Linked DNA regions of Sus scrofa: region 1 is linked to region 2. A link is a contact called in public Hi-C data. All regions are on one chromosome and are shown on one strand. The core of a region is the stretch at or near the end of the contact, and the rest is flanking DNA. Distances in the headings are between cores, read along the strand shown.

Region 1 (7,254 bases), core at 2,356-4,855, 230 kb before region 2:
GTGGGCTCTTCTGCAGGCATGCTGGGGCTCTCAGGCCTTGCATCCGTATCACTCCTGGCTTCACCCAGATCCAGGGCTGATGATGGGGCCACTACTTTCCCCCTGCAGGGGTACAAAGACCGCCTCAGATGCACCCCTTGCATCTGGGCTGGGGATGCGGATGGGGGCACAGCTGGTGTGCCAGCCTCTCTGCCCCCAGCAGGCTGCTCAGCGTTCCCACTCTGTCACCCAACCCAACTCAGTACAGGGCAGCCTTCCCCACCCCTGTACCCACCACTGGCTCCCAGGAGCTGGAACACACAGTTACCCTTTCCAGGGGCTCCAGGGGAACACATGGGTACAACTGAGAGGCCCAGGAGGAGCTGGGGGCACTAGGAGGGGTCACTGGGCAGGGCTGTGGAGGGAGACAGGGCCAAGGGTCCAGTGTTGGGTGGCTTTCAGTGGCAACAGGGAGTGGATAAAATTCCCTGGGATACTTACCCCCCCAGGAGCTGATGGCTCTGGCTCAGGGAGTCCTCAGCCTGGGATGATGGGCACTGCCTGGAATTCTGGAAGGGTTGGGGGGTTGCCCAGGTCCATAGGGCACTATCCCCAAGATGAGAGGCAGCTTCTAAGAGCCCCCAGTGACTCCTCCTCCCATCATCTGTGCCCTGTGCGACCACCTCCTCCTCTCCCCCAAGTGAAGGAGCCTACACATGGATCCCTCCTGTCACTCGAGCCTTCAGATGAGACTGCGTCCCCTGCCAAAAGTGCTGGCTGGGCACCTCCTTAGCGATCATCACTAACACTCCTCCCTCTACAGCCGCTAACCTGCCCAAAGGGCCTCAGGCAGTGGGTGGCTGAGCCAGGACTGGGAGACACATCCCAGCGGCCACGGCATCCTCCTTCCTAAAGGGGTGGGCCCAGCCACCAGCCCTGGGCGCCAGAGCCTCTGCCCTCTGGGCCCCGCCAGGCCTGCTTTCCCTCCTTGCTGCAGCCATATCTGACTCTACGTGTCGCTGTGCGGTTGATTTGACCACGAGTTCATTATGGGATGGTAACGGGCCTGAACTGTCCTGCGTGCCAGGTGCCGTGCTAAACCCTTTACGCACAGATGAGTTCAAATCCACCCTGCAGCCCTCTGAGAAAGAGCCATTATCTTCCCCGTTTTGTAGCTGAGGAAACAGGCTTGCAGTCCACAGGGGGTATCGGAGCAGAGATTCGAACTCAGATCCACCTGTCTCCAAAGCCCATACTCCTACTTCTGGACTCCGTGTGTCACTGGGCCCCCGCCCTCAGCCACGCTCCAGCTCACCTCTCTCATCAGCCGCTCAGCGCTTTCCATCCTCCCGCAGAGCTTGCTGCGCTGGCTCCCTGCACCCTGGGCCTGGCCTCTCAGACCGCAGAACTGGGCCCAGGGGGGCCAGAAGAGGCCCAGCCCCGCCCCAGTCAGCAGCTCCAAGTCCCACAGGAGCTGTAGGAAGATAGGGTGCCAGGGTGTCAAGGGTCACCCACGCTACCCTTGCCACCACCACCCCGGCCCCTACCTGCTCCTGGGCCCGCCGCCTCCGCTCCATCTGCAGCAGGGCAGTGGGTAGTTCCAAGCCTGAGCAGCAGGCCTGGCCCTCTTGTACCTGGGGAGGCAAAGTAGAGTCAGACCCCACGGAGACCCTGCCCCTCAGAGACGGAGCCCTGCTGCTCTCACCTGCTGCAGGGCAACCTGGAGCTGGCCCAGGTCTGCGGGGCACCTGAAGAGGTGCTGGTACAGCACCAAGGCCTGCTGGGGGCTGCAAGGGAGCCCTAGGCCCCCGGGTGTAGCTGCCTGCTCCATGGGGTAGGGGGCCAGGGCTGACGTTTCCCCTCCTCTCCTGCTGCTCCTGGAGAGAAAAGGAGGGCCAGGAGCTGGGAACAGAGCAAGGAGGAGCCAGAGGCTCCTGAGATCAATAATGTAGGGCGTCCATAATGCAATAATGACATCTGAGCCAGGGCCTGGGCTTCAGCCAAGTGTCACAGAGACGCTGGCCGACTCTGATGCAGGTGTCTTGGCCACATGGGCGGCAGTGTCAGGTGAAGGCCCTGACAGGGAGAGAGGGGTGTGCCTGTGCTCGCTGGCAGTTCCCAGTGAGCCTTGGCAGTTTTGTTTGTCTTTTTGAGGCTGCACCCGAAGCACATGGAAGTTCCCAGGCTAGGGGTCGAATTGGAGCTCCAGCTGGCAGCCTACACCACAGCCACAGCGATGTGGGATCCAACCATAGCTCAGGCAACACCAGATCCTTAACCCACTTAGCAAAGCCAGGGATCGAATCTGTGTCCTTATGGATACTAGTCAGGCTCTTAATCCAATGAGCCACAATGGGAACTCCCAAGCATATGTTTTATATACACAGGTGAACCTTAAAAAATTCGGGGGTTGGGGGCCCCACCCCAATCAAAAATCCACATGTAGGAGTGGTGCGGCAGAAACGAATCCGACTAGGAACCATGAGGTTGAGGGTTCAATCCCAGGCCTCACTCAGTGGGTTAAGGATCTGGCGTTGCCATGAGCTGTGGTGTAGGTCAAAGACACAGCTCAGATCTGGCGTTGCTGTGGCTGTGGCTGTGGTGTAGAGCAGCAGCTGTAGCTCCGATTCGACCCCTACCCTGGGAACCTCCATATGCCATGGGTGCGGCCCTAAAAAGCAAAAAAAAAAAAAAAAAAAAAAAAAAAATCCGCATACAGCTTATAGTTGGTCCTCCATATCTGAGATTCACCCTACCTCAGATGGTGTTGTACTGCAGTGCTTACTATGAGAAAAGTCCGGGTATAAGCAGACCCGTGCAGTTCAAACCCGTGTTGCTCAAATGTCGACTGTTCCTAAGACGCCCGCTGCTGCGTTGTATCGATGTGCACTACGCCCGATGCAGACAGCAGCTCCCAACAGCTCACGCCCTGCCAGGTCACGAAAGGCTGCATACACCTAATCCTTCCTTGAAGCAACTCTATGAAGTAGGCGGTATCATTTTTGTCCCCATGTTATAGATAAGAAAACTGGGCCCCAAAGACTGCGTTGCCCTAAATAACACGCGCCACCGTCACTCTCACCCAGAGACAGAGAGCCGCGAGCTCCCCCAGCACCGGCTCCAAGCTGTCCATCAGTCACTGCGTGTATTCCCTGCAACACGTGAGACACAACAGAAGAGGGCGCAGTTGGAACGTGTTACGACAAGGGGACGGGCTGGGTATGTGAAGTGTCTGTGATCTTCACATTCCCTGCTGTCATGAGCAGCCTGGCCCGCCTGCCACTTTGTAACCGCTCCATGAAAGGGGCCCCAGCCGAAGCAGGCTGAGCATGCAGGCAGGGGTCTCGGTTCAGCCCACTGCCCTCTCTTCATTCCCTGTTGGAATACCAGGGTCCCCTCCAAAAGACTCAAGTCCCCTGAACCCTCATCTTTTAGTTAAGCTCCCTGAAATACCAAGGTCACATAGCCTTGAAAAGAGATTTTTCTTGGCAAAGAAATAGATGGTTTTTCTATTTCAAAACCCACGTGCTTCCCACTCTAAGGATATCTTCGAGGAAGTTCCCACTGTGGTGCAGTGGGTTACAAACCCGACTAGTATCCATGAGGTTGAGGTTCCATCCCTGGCCTCGCTCAGTGGGTTAAGGATCCAGCATTGCCGTGAGCTGTGTGTGGTGTAGGTCACAGACGCGGCTCGGTTCCCGCATTGCTGTGGCTGTGGCGTAGGCCAGCAGCTATAGCTCCGATTCCACCCCTAGCCTGGGAACCTCCATGTGCCACGGGTGCAGCCCTAAAAAAGACCAAAAAAGAGAGTTCCTGTTGTGGCGCAGGGAAACGAATCCAACTAGTGTCCATGAGGATGGGGGTTCAATCCCTGGCCTTGCTCAGTGGGTTAAGGATCTGGCATTGCTGTGACCTGTGGTGTAGGTCACAGATGTGGCTCGGATCCCATGTTGCTGTGGCTGTGGCTGTGGCTGGCAGCCATAGCTCCAATTCAACCCCTAGCCTGGGAACCTCCATATGCCACAGGTGCAGCCCTAAAAAAGGAAAAGAAAAAAGAAAAAAAAGAGCATGTCTTTGAAAGCTGCATGTGTGTCCCCTGCCCACATGTCCACCAAGGGAGCTGCAAAACACAACCGGCACATGCATGTGTTTATCTGGGTTTATGAACGTGTGTGTGTGTGTGTGTGTGTGTGTGTGTTTCATCACATGTGTCTATATTTCACCATAGACACACTGTCTCTCCCGTTTCCCATCCCAGGTGTGGGGTCTCTGTGTCTCCAGCTCTTAAAGTGGCCCAGGAGGTGCCGGAGCACCCAGCAGCCCCCAGACCAAGAGGAAAGGGGAGGGTATGTGGGGACAGAGCCCCTTCCCCACACAGCTCAGCCCTTGCATGGTTCCCCCTGGATCCACAGAGGGCCCCACAACCCTCTACGTATAAACGCAGGGCTGGGACCAGGACACTGGGTCCTCCTGCTGCTCACTGCAGGACTTCCCAGGCAGCCCTGGGATACAGGTGCGGAAAGTGAGTGAGGTCCAGTCTGAGCCACCACCCTGCCACCATCCTGCCTCTGGGGACACTCACCTCTGGACCCCATGTTCCAAGCAGCCCCCACCCCCACCCAAACCCCCACACCGGGAGGAAACACACAAACACACAAGGAAATCTCAGGGCAGGCCCTCATTTACTGCTTCTGACTCAACATGGCCAGGGTCTCTGTGGGACCCCTCCCCAGTGCCCAGGCAGGGTGACAGCTGCTCTTGGAGGTAAGACTTCTGGCCTGATGCGTCCTGGTCAGTGTTGTCTTGGCTCAGGGTGGCCCCTGGGGCTCCCGGCTGGGGCTGGGTAGAGTGCTGGGTAGCTGGTCCCCAGTGAGGAGGACTTGGGGGCAGGCCTCCGGTGGGATGCAGTGGGCCTCGTGCTCCACCAGGCCCGCAGGGCACTGGCAGCCAGGCACGCAGGGCCTCACGCAGTGTGCCGCCAGCTCCCCCAGGGGCACGTGCTGGTTGAAGCAGGTGCGGGGACAAGGCGGGCCACACTCATCGAACATGAAGCCACGGTCCAGGGGGCAGCCCACCACTGCAGGCGGAGGGCAAGGCATGGTCACTGTTCCAGTCCCCAGGCTCACCCCATGTGACCCTCCCTGTACCTACCCTGGGCCATCCCTTCCCCAACTTGCACTGGGCATATCCCCTCACCACAGAGCGTGGGGCCCCGCCAGGCAGGCGTCACCCCTGCTTGGCGACAGTGGCTGGCATACGCTTCCAGGACATCACAGAGGCAGGTGTCAGCCGCGGAGCCAAGGCCACAGGCACAGAGGTCATACACGCAGGCGGCGAAGAAGGGCTCCGGTGGCACCACAGCGTGGCAGCGACTGAACGTGGAGGACTTGAGCACCCCACACCGGGCATTGGCCTCCCGCCTGGCACGGTACCCTGCTGCCCGGCACGGATCCACTTCTCGGCCCTTGGAACAGGGCCGACCAGGTCCGGGCCCCTCTGGGACCTAAGTGGAGAGAGCAACCCTGACATAACAGCACCCGCTGGCAGCTGACCTTTGTGTGCTGTGCCTTCAAAGCAGTTTTCACAAAATGCATTTGTTTTAGCCTCAAAAACCTCTCACAAGAATGACAAAGGAAGCATCAGCACCTTTTCCTTTGTGCCCATTTTACAGATGGACAATGTAAGGCCCAGAGCAGCAAAGTGACTTGTCCAAGATCAGACAGCCAGTGAGTGGCAAAGCAGGGTTGGGGATTCAGATGATGAGATCCCTTTCAACAGGCCATCCTGCCTCCTCCAGCACCATGACAGGTGAGAAGCCCCCAAACCTCCCTGAAAGGCCCCAAGCCCATCTTGTGTCCAACCCTTCTTTCCATAGCAGAGAGAGGGCAGTTCTGAGACTCATACTCAACTGAGCCTCCCCAGCCCCCCAACTCCTGTGCCACTCACCTGCCAGCTATTCCCGAAGGCAGCCTCAGTGGACAGGAGCATCCCCTCAGGGCCGCGCAGATCATCCTGGGCAAAGCCATTGAAGTTGCCACAGAGCCCACAAACCTGGCCCCGGTAGGAGCCGGGCACTCTCACCTCCACCTGGGACTGCCCATCCCACAGCACCTGCACAGAGAGGCTGGGAGTGGCGAGTGGGGAAATGCAGGGCCCGCTCGAAGCCCAGGGCCACGATGAGATCCTGCTGTACTGCGCTGGGGACTAGGTCTAGTCACTTGTGATGGGACATGATGGAGAAGGATGTGAGAAAATGTGTGTATATGTGTATATATATCTATATGACTGGGTCACTTTGCTGTACAGCAGAAATTGACAGAACATTGTAAATCAACTATAATAGAAAAAATAAAAATCTAAAAAAAAAAAACCAAAACAAAAGCCCAGGGCCTATCCTGCCTGGCTGTAGGCACTGAGTCAGCGCGCCCCCTGCTGTAGGGGAGGAGAATGGACAGATGGAGGCACTTTCTGGAAGGGAGGCTGTGCAGGCCAAGGTCAGGCAAGGCACCTGCTGTGTCAGTCCTGGGCAAACATAGAAGATGCCAAGAGCTACCCACAGCTCTCTCAGGAGGGGACCTTCTCCCGTCACCATTCCTGAACTGTGCCCCCAAAGCCTAATTAGTCTGTATCATAAGTTTTGTATCATAAGTTTTTGTGTACGTGTGTGCATGTTTAGGGCCGCATCTACACAATATGGAAGTTCCCAGGCTAGGCGTCAAATCGGAGCTGCAAATGCCAGCCTAAGCCATAGCCACAGCAATGCAGGATCCAAGCCAAGTCTGCAACCTACACCACAGCTCACAGCAATGCTGGATCCTTAACCCACTAAGGCCAGGGATTGAACCCAAATTCTCATGGATACTAGTCATATTCACTTCCACTGAGCCACAAGGGGACCTCCTGGAGTCTGTGTCATAAGTTTAGACAAGTCTTATTTTATAAATTTACAAATGTGCTTGTTGCTGGAGGCAGGGGAGTGAATTACTCTTCGACATGCGAACTGGAAGGAATCCCTGAAACCACCTAAGAGACCTTAGTTGACACCTTCCCTCAACTAACCCTTTCCCCATTTGACAGACAGGAAAGCTGAGGCCCAGAGAGGACTGGCCTAAGGTAATGGCTTAAGAACCCTGGTGTGGAATTCCCATCGCGGCTCAGTGGTTAACGAATCTGACTAGCATCCATGAGAATGCAGGTTCAAACCCGGCCTCGCTCTGTGGGGTACAGGATCTGGCATTGCCGTGAGCTGCCACAGATGAGGCTCAGATCCTGCAT
Region 2 (7,006 bases), core at 3,539-6,038:
TTCAGAGTGGGCTCTCCGGGCTCTCACAGTGGGCTCTCCAGGCTACCATGGCTGATTTTGAGGACCTTACTAGCCTGGCTAACTGATATCACCACACTTCTCACCCAACCCAGCTGGGCTATCACTGCTGCTAAACCATCTTGTGTCTGGTTTCCTGCCCTGCTCTACCTCAAACTCCTCCTTCTTAAAGCTCCCACTGCACACTTCCACCTCCTTTGTCATTGTTCCTTTTCTCCTTCTTAAAGCTCCCACTGCACACTTCCACCTCCTTTGTCATTGTTCCTTTCTTTTTTTTTTCTTTTTTTTTTTTTGGTTTTAGGGCCACGGCATATGGAGGTTCCCAGGCTAGGGGTCGAATTGGGTCCAGCTGCCAGCCACAGCCACAGCCACTGCAACACAGGACCCGAGCCACATCTGTGATATACACCCCAGCTCATGGCAACACCAGATCGTTAACCTACTGAGCAAGGCCAGGGATTGAACATGAAACCTCATAGTTCCTACTCAGATTCCTTTCTGCTTCGCCAGGACAAGAAATCCTTCACATACCTTGTTGGCTCCAAACACATGACTCCTTTTTTTTTTCTTTATGGAAATATCGTTCAAATATTTTAATTTTTTTCACAATCGCATATGATAATATTAAAATTATTTAATTAATTTATTTATTTATTGTTCATCTTTTGTCTTTTTAGGACAACACCAGAGGCATATGGAGGGTCCCAGGCTAGGGATCTAATTGGAACTACAGCTGCCAGCCCACACCACAGCCACAGCAACGCCAGATCCGAGCCACGTCTGCGACCTACACCACAGCTCACGGTGACACCCGGATCCTTAACCCACTGAGTGAAGTCAGGGATCGAACTCACAAACTCATGGTTGCTAGTCGGATTCATTTCCATTGCACCACGACGGGAACTCCTAAAATTATTTTAAAGTTAGAAATTGCTACACATCCCATTATGTCAGTGCAACTGATTTTACTTTCACATTTTCTTTGGTTCATCCTCTGTTGCTACTGACATATATTTCATGCAATGAATATGCTATTTAGGACTTTTTCACTCATATTGTTAAAGTTTTACATATTACTATGTAATCTTTGTGATTTCTATTTTAAATAACCGTGTTGTATATTTCAAAGGATTAAAATGCCTTCCAAGGACTTGAAATAAATTGAAACTATTTTTTGGTCATCAAATACTTTATATACTTCATTCAACAATCTGCCTTCTGCACGTCCTGTATCATGGACTTTTTCTCAAGTCAGTATCTGTATTTCCTACATCATTTTATTTTATTTTATTTTATTTTTTGTCTTTTTTTTTGCTATTTCTTTGGGCCGCTCCCGCGGCATATGGAGGTTCCCAGGCCAGGGGTCGAATCGGAGCTGTAGCTGCCGGCCTACGCCAGAGCCACAGCAACATGGGATCCTAGCCGAGTCTGCAACCTACACCACAGCTCACCGGCAACGCCGGATCCTTTAACCCACTGAGCAAGGGCAGGGACCGAACCCTCAACCTCATGGTTCCTAGTCGGATTCATCAACCACTGCGCCACAACAGGAACTCCTCCTACATCATTTTAAATGGCTTCATAGCATTCTATAATAAGGATGTGGTTTTTTTTTCAGCGCAATACTTTGAATCGTTAATATGCTCCATGCATAAAAAATCGGAACAAATAAAATGGCGCATAGCAAAAAGTCTCTCCTCTTCACTTCTTAGTTCTCATCCCTCACCTCAAGTATGTAACCTCCCTTCTTAACAGGTTTTGTATCTTTCCACAGTTTATTTAGGTAGGTGTGAGCAAATACAAATGTTATTTCTTATTTTTGTCTCTCTCTTTTTAAAACAGTTATTTTTTTTTAAATGCACTACTCTTCAATCGCTTTTTTGTCTTAATAATTTATCTTGGAGATGTTCCACCTGGGAACCTGGAGAGCTTCCTCATTCCTTCTTCTATAGCTGCTTGGCTTTCTGCTGGATGGGTGCCATCCTTGACTTCCCCATGATGGGCATCGTGGTCCTCCCATTGGCTCCTGGTCCCATTCTACCCATTAACTCCCAAACCACCTTGTCCCAGCCATTAACCATCTCAACCCCTTTTTACTAGCTTGTTTTGCCTACAAACATATCAGGTCTCTTGTATGCTAAAGAGAATTTTCCCTTCATTCTAAGGTCCCTTAAGGCTCCCATAACCTTCTGACTTCTAGTTAAAGGGTCCGCAGTCCTCACCCTCAGTTTCCATTCCACCCTCCATCCCGTCCTTGATCCCTTGTGCCCTGCCTTCCTCTTCCTGTCTGCACTAAAACTGGTCTCTGGATGATCATCTGATGGAAACATTCAGCAGCTTGTCTTTTTCTCAGTCCTCACCCTCATCCCGCTAACATCTGAAAATGGGTGCCCACCCTTTGCTTACCCATTCACTCCTTAACCTCTTATAAAACGGCTTCTCCCCACCCCACCCACTTCATACTCAATTTCCAAGTGGTCACCTTAAGCTGTTAATGGCCAAACTCCCAGTAACCCGGCCTTGGCTCACTTCTTAGACTCCCCCAAACCCTGGCGCTGCTATCCCCCTTACCTCCCAGCATAGCCAAGCCTTAGAGTTTCTATCTTCCCAGATTCTATCTTCACTTCTATCTCTTCCCATCAGATCTGTCCATTTCTCCTAAATATCTTAATGTCTGATTATCTAGGCTATTAATAATGATCTTCTCTCTTCTTCTTCTTCTTCTTTTTTCTGGCTGCGCCCGTAGCATGCAAAATTTCCCAGCCAGGGATCGAACCCGCACAACGGCAGTGACAAACCAGGGAACTCCTGAACAGTGATCTTCCAACAAATCTTCCTCTCAGTCTCTTTCTCACTCTTACTGAAAAAAAAGCAGGTCTGACATTATTCCTTTCTTCCAAATTTAATTGGTTTCCAAATCAATTAGATGCTAACTCCCCAATCTGATATTCAAGTCCCTCCATGATTTTAAGTCAATTCAGCATAGACTGGCGTCAATCAGCATTACCTTCCACTGCCATACTGAGCATCACCTATGCTCAAGGCAAACCGGTCTGCTTATTTTTCAGTAAACACACAGTGTGCTTTTGCAGCTCCAGGCTCTGGTTCACCTTTGGTTCACCTGGATTACTTTTCTCCTTCGTCTCTGCTATTCTAAATATTATCCTCCTCCAATTTCACTGGCCATGCTATCTTCACCAACTCTCCACTAAATATGTTATAGTTATTTGTGCAATTACCATATTTCCTGACAGGATTCTAAATTCTGTTCAAACAAAATATTGCATTTGGTGAGCCCTTCTATATGCCAAACTATGCTAAGTGATTTGTGTGCATTATCTCATTTAATCCTCACGTCAATGTTATTAGGCCAGCACCTTCCCTAGGTAACATGAAAGAAAATAAGACTCAGGGAGATTAAGAAGTTGGCCCAAGTCATACAACTGATGAGGCTGAAATAATTGTTTTACTCTGTTCAGACTGTTATAAAGAAACTGCTATGAACTGAGTGGCTTATAAACAACAGAAATATATTTCTCACAGTTCTGGAGGCTAGAAAGTCCAAGATCTAGACACCCACAGATTCAATTTCTGGTGAGAGCCTACTTCCTGATTCCTAGGCAGCTGTCTTCTCGCTGTGTCCTAACCTGGCAGAGAGGGTTAGGGAGCGCTCTAGGGTCTCTTTTACAAAGGCACTAATCCCATTCATGAAAGCTCCATTTCTTGTGACCTAAGCAAAACCACCCCCCCACCCCCACCCCAGGCCCCATCTTTAATACCATAACCTTGGGAGGCAAGATTTCAACATCTGAGTTTGGGTTGGGGGTGGTGATACAAACAGTCTTCAGCATTCGTGTTTGTGTTACTTATGGTAGCCAGGCAGGGTCCACCACCTACATTTCACTCAACCTGTGCGTGCCAGATCACCGTGTTTAAAACCGGTGTAGACCAAGACACCAAGACTTAAATAGGGAGGTGAGGATTGAAACGGTGATGAATTAGGATGGTAGCATTGTTGGTGATGTTTCCAAATTTCCACCATTGGGTTATAGAGTTTTTGAAATAAGCATTTAAAATATGCAGTTACTGGAGTTCCCTTGTGGTGCAGCAGGTTAAGGATGCAGTGTTATCACTGCAGTGGCTCTGGTAGCTGCTGTGGTACGGGTTCAACTCCTGGCCTGGGAACTTCCACATGCCAGCTGGTGCGGCAAAACAAAACAAAACAAAACAAAAAAACCCCACATATACATAAATATATATACATAAATACGTATATATCTAGTTACTAAACAGGACTGCAGCTACTCTTAAATATTCTCAATTGCTATATGTAGGTTCGTTTTGTCTCTGATTTTATTGTCATCCCCCTCAACCCCGGATTCTTGTGTCCCACAGTTTTCAGCGCATTGCTCAACATATGGTCTACGTACTTGTTGATTTTAGTGTATGTGTGTTTGCATATGGTGCACAGCAACTGCGTAGAGGAGTGGGTGTGTGATGCAGCGTGCATTCCTTCTGATCCTTTTTCCCTTGAATAGCTGCAGCCTGGATGTTTTCTTCTTGAGGGTGGAGGCAGAATCACTGACCCTTTAACAAGTTGTCCCTCGCAGAACAGGTGTCTCCCCCGCCTTTCAGAAAAGAGGGATGGTTGGACACTAAGTGACACCAGAGGCTGGCCAATGAGAAGTCGGGTTTTGGCAGACCAACCAATGGGCGGCCTGGGGCGGGCCCGGTTTCCTGGGAGCCCGGCGGGCCGGGCTGGTCCTCTGGCCGCAGCGGAGTCTCAGCCGCTCACGCTGCCCGCGGTGGCTCCCGCGACTCCCGGCGGCTCCAGTGGCGGCGCCGTTCCTCAGCCCGCGCTTCTTCCGGACGCACGGCGCGGGCACCTCCCGCCGCGCCGCAGCTTCGCCGCCGCTCGGGCTCCAGCGGTGGCGCGGCTCATGCCTCCCGGCGCGGAGCGCTCAGGTGGGCCGGCCGCCGCGGGGAGATAGGCCCCCGGGGGCGGCGGCGGCTGGACCATGGCCCGGAGACCCCGGGCGCCGGCTGCCTACGGGGAGGACTTCTCCTTCGTCAGCCCGCTGGTGAAATACCTGCTCTTCTTCTTCAACATGCTCTTCTGGGTGAGTCTTGGGGGCTCGTGGGGGCATCTGGGCGGCAGGGCACCCCCTGGAGGGCTGAGTGGGCTGCCCGCGGCTGAGGAGGGTTGTCCCCGGATGCCGGGTTCGAGGCGAGCGTGGTGAGCCGCACTGCCTAGTTTTCCGGGAAGACCGCACTTTGGGGTAATTTATCCTAGGCAGGGACACCACAGTGACGCCTTGTGTGTAGGGGGTGTTGGGGTGGGGGGGGTCTGCAAGGGATTCAGTAAAGACTTATGGGTATTCCATGGGCAGCGGAGGAGGGTCTGTTTTAGGCCAAAAAAAAAAAAAAAAAAAAAAAAAGGTGGGTTTGAGCGGGAGGAGTGGGTTTTCTTGTTGGTCGAAGGCAGACCCACTGATACGTGTTAGCAGTCTTAGTAGTTAAAAATCCCATCGTTGGGGGATTTTTTGGCCTGGGAGGCCCTGATAGCAAAGAAAAGAGGAAGAGGGGGAAACCCAAACCTTCCTTCTCCCTTACCTCAGAGAGAAGGGGTTAAGGGGCTCTCATCTCTTCCTTTTGCAGGCCTCTACCCTCCCTTCCCCCCCGCAAAAGGCGGAAAAAGGACAGGAATGGCCTCCGGGTGTAGATGCCTTTCCCAGCACTGTCTCAAACTTTGCCTCACCTTGCTCGGGACCAGACTCTAGCCCCTGGAGTTTGACAGTCTTCAGATTCTTTAAATAGGACCCTGTGTTTGACTGGAAGGTCAGGGGTCCTTTCAGAATCTTCTGCTTAGGGCTGGAAAAGTGGAAAAAAATGTTGGACTGGGGCTGCCTGGATTTTCATCCCCACTCTGCCATTAATTGTTAACTTGACTAACCTGGGCCATACGCTCACCTCTGTAGGCCTTGGTCTCTCCTCCGTAAAATCAAACGCCACATGATCAAGGATGTCGGAAATACTCTGCTGGAGCTGTGAATGCAGCTGGACCAGATCTTGAAATGCTAGCTCAATCCTGTTTCATGTCTAGAGAATCCCTGAGGCCCTCCGGGTTTGAGAACATAGTGGGACCCACCATACACACCCCGACCCCCACCCCGACCTCCAGATTCCCTGATTTTCTTCCGGCACCAACTACATCAGAGCTGCGGCTCTCGGAGCCCATTACACTTGCCCACCTCTGCCTGAGACCTAAAGTTCAGACTTGCAGGAGGAAGGAGTCTAAAATATATTTCCTAGGAGAGGGTGCAGACTAGGCATCTAAGCAAGTTGCTGGAAAGGTTTCACGGGGGCCATGGTGTGAACACACACCAAGTACCTAAGTGCTAGCCTGTTGGGAAAAATGAGAGAAATCTCAAAGGGTGGTGATGACAGCTCATTCTCAGCCATTGTACTGGGAAGAATGAAGTTTGAACTCCTAACAAATTCTCAGTTTTAGAACTGGAAAAAACATTTTGGGAAGATGTCTTGTCCAGGACCCACATTTTATAAATGAGAAAGCCAAAGCGCAGAGATGTTGTTTCACGCTAGGTCCAACAGATGGTTAGTGGCTTGATCTGGTGGTTTTTCTACTGAGCCACAGTGCCTCTAGGGGGAAGTTCTTGGCCCAGACAGCTGCTACAATAGCTGGTGTTAGCAGTATTAGTAGTTAACTAGTCAACTAGTCCACGGTGTAGGCTCTATTTCAGCTGGAGGTCAGGGAAGAACTGAAGAAAATCTTGCCACCACTCTGCCAGGCTGGGGAATGTCCTAAGGGGAACCCCCACTTAGGGGCAGGTCCTGGAGAACCCTCCTACTTGCTCACTGTCTGTTCCAGGCCAATGACGTGCCATCCTCAGAGCCAGCACTAGCATCCCAGAGATCTCAGCTCTTCATGCTGACTCTCTCTGTCAGCTAAAACTTTGCATCTCCTTTG

What was found. Hi-C and Micro-C count contacts between places; a contact is called where the count stands out from the background.
Region 1: a contact with region 2 is called in a Hi-C map of epiblast stem cells, with 2.1 times the contacts expected there. The contact joins the promoter of LOC110257580 here to the promoter of TSPAN33 in region 2. A contact is called at or near these places in 1 of 5 promoter capture datasets (liver) and 1 of 47 Hi-C or Micro-C datasets (epiblast stem cells).

The regions. Positions count from the first base shown.
Region 1 is chr18:19,739,026-19,746,279 of Sscrofa11.1, reverse strand. LOC110257580 (collagen alpha-1(I) chain-like) reads right to left here and starts at 3,605. Exons shown (of 9, transcript XR_002340383.1): 1 at 3,062-3,605; 2 at 1,527-1,856; 3 at 1,295-1,453; 4 at 481-548; 5 at 1-102. It overlaps KCP (kielin/chordin-like protein), which reads right to left. Exons shown (of 43, transcript XM_013990798.1): 41 at 5,926-6,090; 42 at 5,176-5,482; 43 at 4,639-5,056. The coding sequence ends at 4,788.
Region 2 is chr18:19,512,143-19,519,148 of Sscrofa11.1, reverse strand. It overlaps TSPAN33 (tetraspanin-33), which reads left to right and starts at 4,788. Exons shown (of 8, transcript XM_003134681.4): 1 at 4,788-5,138. The coding sequence starts at 5,037.